Linked DNA regions of Mus musculus: region 2 is linked to region 1. The links are chromatin contacts, called in public Hi-C maps. All regions are on one chromosome and are shown on one strand. Each heading gives the region's core, a stretch centred on a gene start, on an enhancer-like site or on the middle of the called end of the contact. The rest is flanking DNA. Distances are from core to core; before and after follow the strand shown. Region 1 has its middle 3.6 kb from the start of Gm39165. Region 2 overlaps Dlc1 (deleted in liver cancer 1).

The links. Hi-C and Micro-C count contacts between places; a contact is called where the count stands out from the background.
Region 2: a Hi-C map of the G1E-ER4 cell line shows a contact between it and region 1, with 2.4 times the contacts expected there. The contact joins two enhancer-like sites. A contact is called at or near these places in 3 of 484 Hi-C or Micro-C datasets (the G1E-ER4 cell line and cortical neurons), 7 of 115 datasets of contacts at active chromatin or transcription factors (astrocytes, embryonic stem cells, extraembryonic endoderm stem cells and 2 more) and 1 of 9 other capture datasets (embryonic stem cells).

Annotation. Positions count from the first base shown.
Region 1 is chr8:36,203,450-36,206,704 of GRCm38.p6, forward strand. No RefSeq gene overlaps it. Among named protein-coding and RNA genes, the nearest start is that of Gm39165, 3.6 kb to the right of the region's middle. Within about 2 kb of position 1,627, at least 2 of the 459 cell types and tissues checked have an H3K27ac peak or open chromatin away from gene starts, as enhancers often do. A contact at or near this core is called in the G1E-ER4 cell line, where this site is marked.
Region 2 is chr8:36,607,868-36,611,122 of GRCm38.p6, forward strand. The region is part of intron 5 of Dlc1 (deleted in liver cancer 1); the gene reads right to left. Among named protein-coding and RNA genes, the nearest start is that of Trmt9b, 150 kb to the left of the region's middle. Within about 2 kb of position 1,669, at least 42 of the 459 cell types and tissues checked have an H3K27ac peak or open chromatin away from gene starts, as enhancers often do. A contact at or near this core is called in the G1E-ER4 cell line, where this site is marked.

The sequences.
Region 1 (3,255 bases), core at 377-2,876:
ATATCAGGCTCCTGTCAGCAAGCACCTTTTAGCATCCACACTAGTGTCTGGGTTTGGTGACTGTATAGTGGATGGATCCCCAGGTGAGGCAGTCTCCGGATGGCCTTTCCTTCAGTCCCTACTCCACACTTTGTCTCTATATCTCTTCCCATGGGTGTTTTGCTCCCCCTTCTAAGAAGGACTGAAGCATCCACACTTTGGTCTTCCTTCTTCTTGTCAGTCCTACTTATAAACTTTCAAAGTTCCCACTGCTTTCTAGCTAGTATGTCAGCTCATGGAATTTTGATACCATTTCTGTAATACATCTATTTTCCTACAGAACTAAGTGTCTAAGAGATGGTGTTAGCAGCCGAATAGCTGTGTCAGTGTGGAACACAGAGTTGGTCCTAGCAAGTAGTTTGGAGAACCAAAGATCTAAACTTTAAAATGGGGCTAGCTCATTGGAAGGATCTGAGGTTTTTAACAAGTTTCCAATTCTAATCTTCAGCTATTGCCAAAAATAAGCTCCAGAGCTTGCATAAGAATCCCAATAAATTAACAACCAGATTGCATTAGCCTAATAAATGCATGGGCAACTTTTGACTTTACAGAACTTTGATTGCCCTGTAAAATCTGCTCATATGCCCCAGTACAGGGGAATGCCAGGGCCAAAAAGGGGGAGTGGGTGGGTAGGGGAGTGGGTGGGGGTGGGTATGGGGGACTTTTGGTTTAGCATTGGAAATGTAAATGAGCTAAATATCTAATAAAAAATGGAAAAAAAAGAAAAAATTCAGAGGTTGCCAATGGTGTAAGAATCAGGTGGACGGTGACTGTGGGGGCATTGCCTAACTCACTCCTGTGCGTGTGAGTTACCAGCATTTTTCAGATACTCTGACCTGGAGTAAGAAGGTAGGTTACCCGTGCATATGTCTCAGCTCGCAGCTCCTCTGAATAGACTTGTGGGAAGATCTCTGGGGTCAAATGCACGATGGTTCTCTGTCTATGGTGAAGCTTCATCCTGGGATCAACACTCTTCTTGTCTGGGCAACATCTGTACCAGAAAAATCCCCCAACTTCAGGTACACACTCTCAACTTCAACACACAGTCACAGTGCATCCCTCCAGTCTCACTGCATCCCTCCAGTTGCAAACAGAATCATTCCCCCATAGATTAAGTCTACAAATCCAAAGGTGTGCTCACTTGCTCTCTCTCTCTCTCTCTCTCTCTCTCTCTCTCTCTCTCTCTCTCTCTCTCCTCTCTCTCTCTCTCTCCTCTCTCTCTCTAGGGAATGATCCTTTGGAGTCTCTTTCAGCTTTTGGTAGCCCTATCATTCTTGGACTTGCAGAGTTCATCCCCTGCCTCTATGGTCACAGGGCTTGTTGTGTCTTTGCCTGCTCTTGCCTTTTGGTGGCCTCTCTTCTCTCCATGTATGCAATAACAATACTGTTAAGGACTCCTTTTTTCACTAGGACCTCATTTTAACTTAATTAGTTATACCCGGAAAGATCCCACTTCTGTATAGGTTTCCATTCTCAGATGCTCAGGATTAAGAGTGCAACATAGAAATTTTGCATTATAGACAGCTCAATCTATAGCAAGCTGCTTTAGTCAGCAAAGCCAGACACTAAAAATAGCCCAAATGCCCTTCAAGTAGAGAATGGATGAACAAATATGGTATCTTTACATAACAGGATATTACTCAGAAACAAGCAGATGAGTTACTGTTAAATACACCACCTTGGATGGATCTCAAGTGCTTAGTGTGGAAGAAATGGGAGGAGAGGGCTACACCCAGCAAGGGTTCTAATACTCACCAATACTTCCACACCCAGCAACGGTTCTACACTCACCAAAGATTCTATACTCAGCAACGGCTCCACACTTAGCAATGCTTCCACTCTCACCAGTGGCTCAGAGTTCTTCTATTTGTAGTAGCCTTCTGCATGAGGCATAGACATAGAAGCACAGGAAACATCAGTATTCCCAGGTATGGAAAGGATAGGGAAAAAATTCAAAAGAGACTGGGGGGGGGCGGCTGATGGAACATTATCATCAGCATCTTGACATTAAAGCTGGCTCTATGACTGTACATGTTTGTATACATCTAGAGAACCACACTGCAAAAGAATTGAATATATGCAACTCACACACCAGTAAGCTTGACCCACCCCTCCACAATGGTGTTAGAGAACGTGGATATTAATGGCTATGGGCTGAACATAGCTTGTTACCCCACCCCCCCAAAAAAACCTGTGTTGACATTGCATCCTCATCAGACAATGCAGAAGTGCAATCCGCAGGCCCATTTACGAGGTGCCTGAGGCTCTGCTCTCATCCGTGGGGGAGTCTGTTTATGTGACTGAAAAGTGGTGGTCCAATGGGTTATCTAGGGTGGGTCTGTTGTGGAAGCTTGTTTGGCTGCATCTCTCCTACACTCCCCATCTCCTGCCATGTGACGATGCCTTCTGACATAGCCCCTCAACCACAGGGCAGAGTAGGAGCCAAAATAAGTTTACCCAGGGGATAGAGAAATGGTTAAGTTGGGTAAGAGTCCTTGCTTGGCAATCCTGGGGACATGAGTCAGGATAGTCATGTGGACCCACGGAGCACATGCATGCACGCATGCAACACACACACACACACACACACGTACAAAGAAAAACAATAACAACTAAAGAATAGGCTTTATCTATACTGTGGTAGTGTATTATTAGCAGTAAACTGGAGAAGACATCCACATACAAGAAACACACATGCACACACTTCCCTCTCACACATAAACACTACCTTAAAATAAATCACCAACTTCAAGGTAAAAGCTAAAACTACCCAACTTTTAGAAGAAAACAGAAAACTCTTCGAAACCCTGGGAGAAAGCAAAATTTTCTTAGATGTGGTATGAAAAGCAGTCTATATAAGGAGAGGGAGTCAGAGACAGACAGAGAGGGAAATGAGACTTCACCAGAACTTTAAATATGTCCCCTTGACGAAGGAGTTCTCTGGGATATTTAAAGAATTCTCAGAAAACAAGTGACGTCCACGAGCAAGATTTGAGCAAGTATTTTAAAAAACAGATAAGCATAAAAAGATGCTCACGGTAAATAGTCACTGAGGAACTGGAGACTGCAGTCCAATAACAATGGTGAGAACACTTTAAAATAGCTAAAATAAAATGGGCAGAACAAGTGCTGGCAAGCACTCGGCACAGTCACTGGAAACAGACAAGCACTGCATTGCCAAAGGGAGTGCGGGCTGGCCAGTCTTATGTCAACTTG
Region 2 (3,255 bases), core at 419-2,918, 400 kb after region 1:
AAAACACAATGAGGCCAGTGCTAGTTAAAGGTGTAAGTTTGCCTCCTCCTTTGGTCTAACCTCAAGCAAAAAGGCTGGCGTTTTTGTTTGGGTTGGGTTTTTGGTGGTTTGATGATTTAAGTTACATGGTGTGATGAGAGTGGGATATCCCCTTACCCAGTCAAATCTGTACTAAAAAAAAAAAGATAAATATATCAAAATATAGAAATTAATATATATAAATATACTTCAAAATATAAAAAGCATATTCCCATCTTCCAGATGGATTAAGAAATCATTTTCTTTAAAATTGCTTAGGACCCCAGCACCTGAAGTACACACAATTTGATAGTTGAATGTTAACTCACGTTGATCCCTATAAATACATAAAGGTTCCCATTTGGGGACCTTCCCAGTCTGTTTACACACACCAGCAGGAAGGGGTCCACAATGCTATCCCATTGACTGTGACCTTGGACATGGAACTTCTGTCCCAGCTGCCTCTCAGCAGGGGACAGGCTTTTCAAGGATGCCTTTGCAAAGTTCTGGAATTTCCCTTGGGGTGACTTTGACAGATGCACTCGCATCACACAAAATCCCCTTTCCATATCATTATAGCTTGGTTTGAAACGGGGAATTCAGTGGACATTGGCTGTCCTATGAGGCCTCTATTTTACCCAGATTGGAGAAAATATTCCGGTTCTGTCACCTGAGTGTGACAAAGTGCGGCTGTAGGGCAGAGCCATACCTGGGTCACAGACCATTTCACTCCAAAGGCCGTTTTCCTCACTGGCTTTCTAAGTATGGGGAGCCTGGGAGTGCCTCAACCTCAGGGTGTGGGAGCCTTTTGTCCCTCAGACATCCTTTGGAGACTCCTACAGGAGAAGGAAGGCGCCTCTGTGACAGGAATCAGGAAGTGACTTCCAGTTCGCTCCGCAGGACACTTAGAGGCGGGGTGGGTAAGAGATCAAAATGTGGGTGGTGTCACAGACAACTGAGGGCCCAGCTCACCAGAGCTTAGGGTTCCGTTAGCTTTGGATTTGTCCTCCACTAGTGGAGAAGCCGACTTGAAAAGGCCACCGAGTAGAGTTAGGCATGGAGAAAAAAAGTACTCAGTGTCATAAAAACCTACATCTGCTAACAGAACTAAACCTGGGGTCAGGGGTGATGAAGAGAAACCTTCCCATTGTGTTGGTTTGGCTTACAAAGTTTACCCGCAGCACCCAAAAGCCTTCCTTCTTAGCAGGAAGAAATTTTGCAAGATGCCAGGCAACTATTTCCATTGATCTCTAACACAGACACTTCTCTCAGAAACCAACCTCCCAACACCCTCACTGGAGAAGGCACTGCTTAGTCCAGCCCAGTGGAGGTCTGACTTTGTAGATGTGGTATTCTGAGACTCTCACAGACGGTAAGGACAGACGCTCTTGTCTCTCTATCTGCTAGGCTGCAATCACATTACACAGATACCCCCAGGAAACAGCAGTCTTTGCAAGACTCTGTCAGAACATTCTAGAAAAGCGTGACTCTTGACTGTGAGTGAGGCTCTGTAACATGCAGAGTTGTCTTCCCGTCTGCCACTACTTAGGATAGCAAGCAAGAAAAAAAAAAAAACCTAGTACAAAGAAGGTCTAGGCGGAATCATGCGATGATTAACTGTCCCCGGGAAGTCTCTCCACCCTTATCATGGCTCATCATAATCCCCCACAATGGGGCCACCTAAGGGAGAAGTGTTGACAGACAGGGCAGGCTGACAGACAAGACAGACCTCCCCAGCTGGAAATCTACCCTTTCCACATCAACTGAGTGTCCCCCTAGAGCAGGCCCCCCCTCCCACCCCAGCTCAACCTCAACAGAAAGAAATGAAATTATGAGATGAAGACGCTCCAGAAATAAACTATTTGTAAGTCCCCAGTAACCTCTGATGGCTAATTGTTACAATTGTTTCTATGGTATTGTTTCTATTGTGACTCTTTGTCTAATCTACGGATTTGATTGTAGGAATGTATTCAAGAAGAAAAAAAACCAAACCAAACCAAACCAAACCAAACCAAACCAAACCAAACCAAACCAAACCAAGGTACACACAAGGATGGGCACTGCGTATGGTTTCAGGAATGCCCTGGGAGCTTGAAACTTATTCCCTAAGGATAAAAGAGGGCCAGTGTAATTTGAGACTGAAAATAAAAAAGACCCACTACTGATCTCACACATTCAAAGCCGTAACGTGTACCTATAAAACAAATTGTAACCCTCCTGCGTGGTCTCCCTTCAAAGCCTACTCATACTTAACTCTGCATTCCTCCACCGGAAATGGCCAAAGTCAGAAATAGAGACAGCTGTGAAAAAGACAGATCTGTTCCAAAACCCGTTTTCCTTCTCAGTCCACAGCCCGAGGAAGAACGTGGGCTTGTGTTTTTCAGGTCAGGGCTGATATTAACTCTTCATAAACTGGGCATTCTAACTTGACCTTGACTACACAGGAGGGAACTTTTTACAGATGGGCCATGATTAAAAAAAAAAAAAAAAGACTAAGAGACAGCTATGCTTAGAGACTAGAATCATTCTTGGCCATTGTCTCTTAGCGCACATTATCACTGGCCTGTAGAATTGTTAAACGTGACAGCCACCTTTCCCCTTTTCTCCTGCTTTGTCTGGCGCGCCTGGAGCCTGGGGTACCTGGGCCAGGTTGGGTTCTGACGCTCTCTGTACAGCATGGAGACGTCAGGTCTGCACTGGTTTGGTAATATCCAGGGAGGAAGCAGAAACATCTGAGGTTATTTTTACTTCTGCAGGTCCTCTGGCTGTACAGGGTGGATCAAGTATTGTCTGGAGCCCTTTAGGACTCTTTTTTTTTTTTTTTTTTTTTTTTTTTTGCATGGCCTCATTTCCGTCTTCCTGTTGCTAGGAAAGGGAGTTAGGCATGAGAAACTTGTGTTTACAATACTGGCCCATCCTGTGCAGAACAAGGCTCTCTTCAAAAGAGTCCCATTTAGTTCACTCACTGTACTCTGGATGCCCCCAGCTCTTCTGGACCAAACCACCCTCCCTTGAATATTTCCAAATTGAGTATTTACTCGGTTAGGTCATAAAAATACCCCTCTCATTTAAACATTGCATCATGCTTTTAAGATCTCCACAGGGACACCCAGGAAAACCCAAGTACTAATTTTTGTATTTGAAGCCACCTCTTGGAGCCTCCTCACCGAGCCTCAGATTGGAAGTATCTTGCATGAGTCTCCTCTTTCCCCTTTAAGCCCCACATCGCTTCTACCA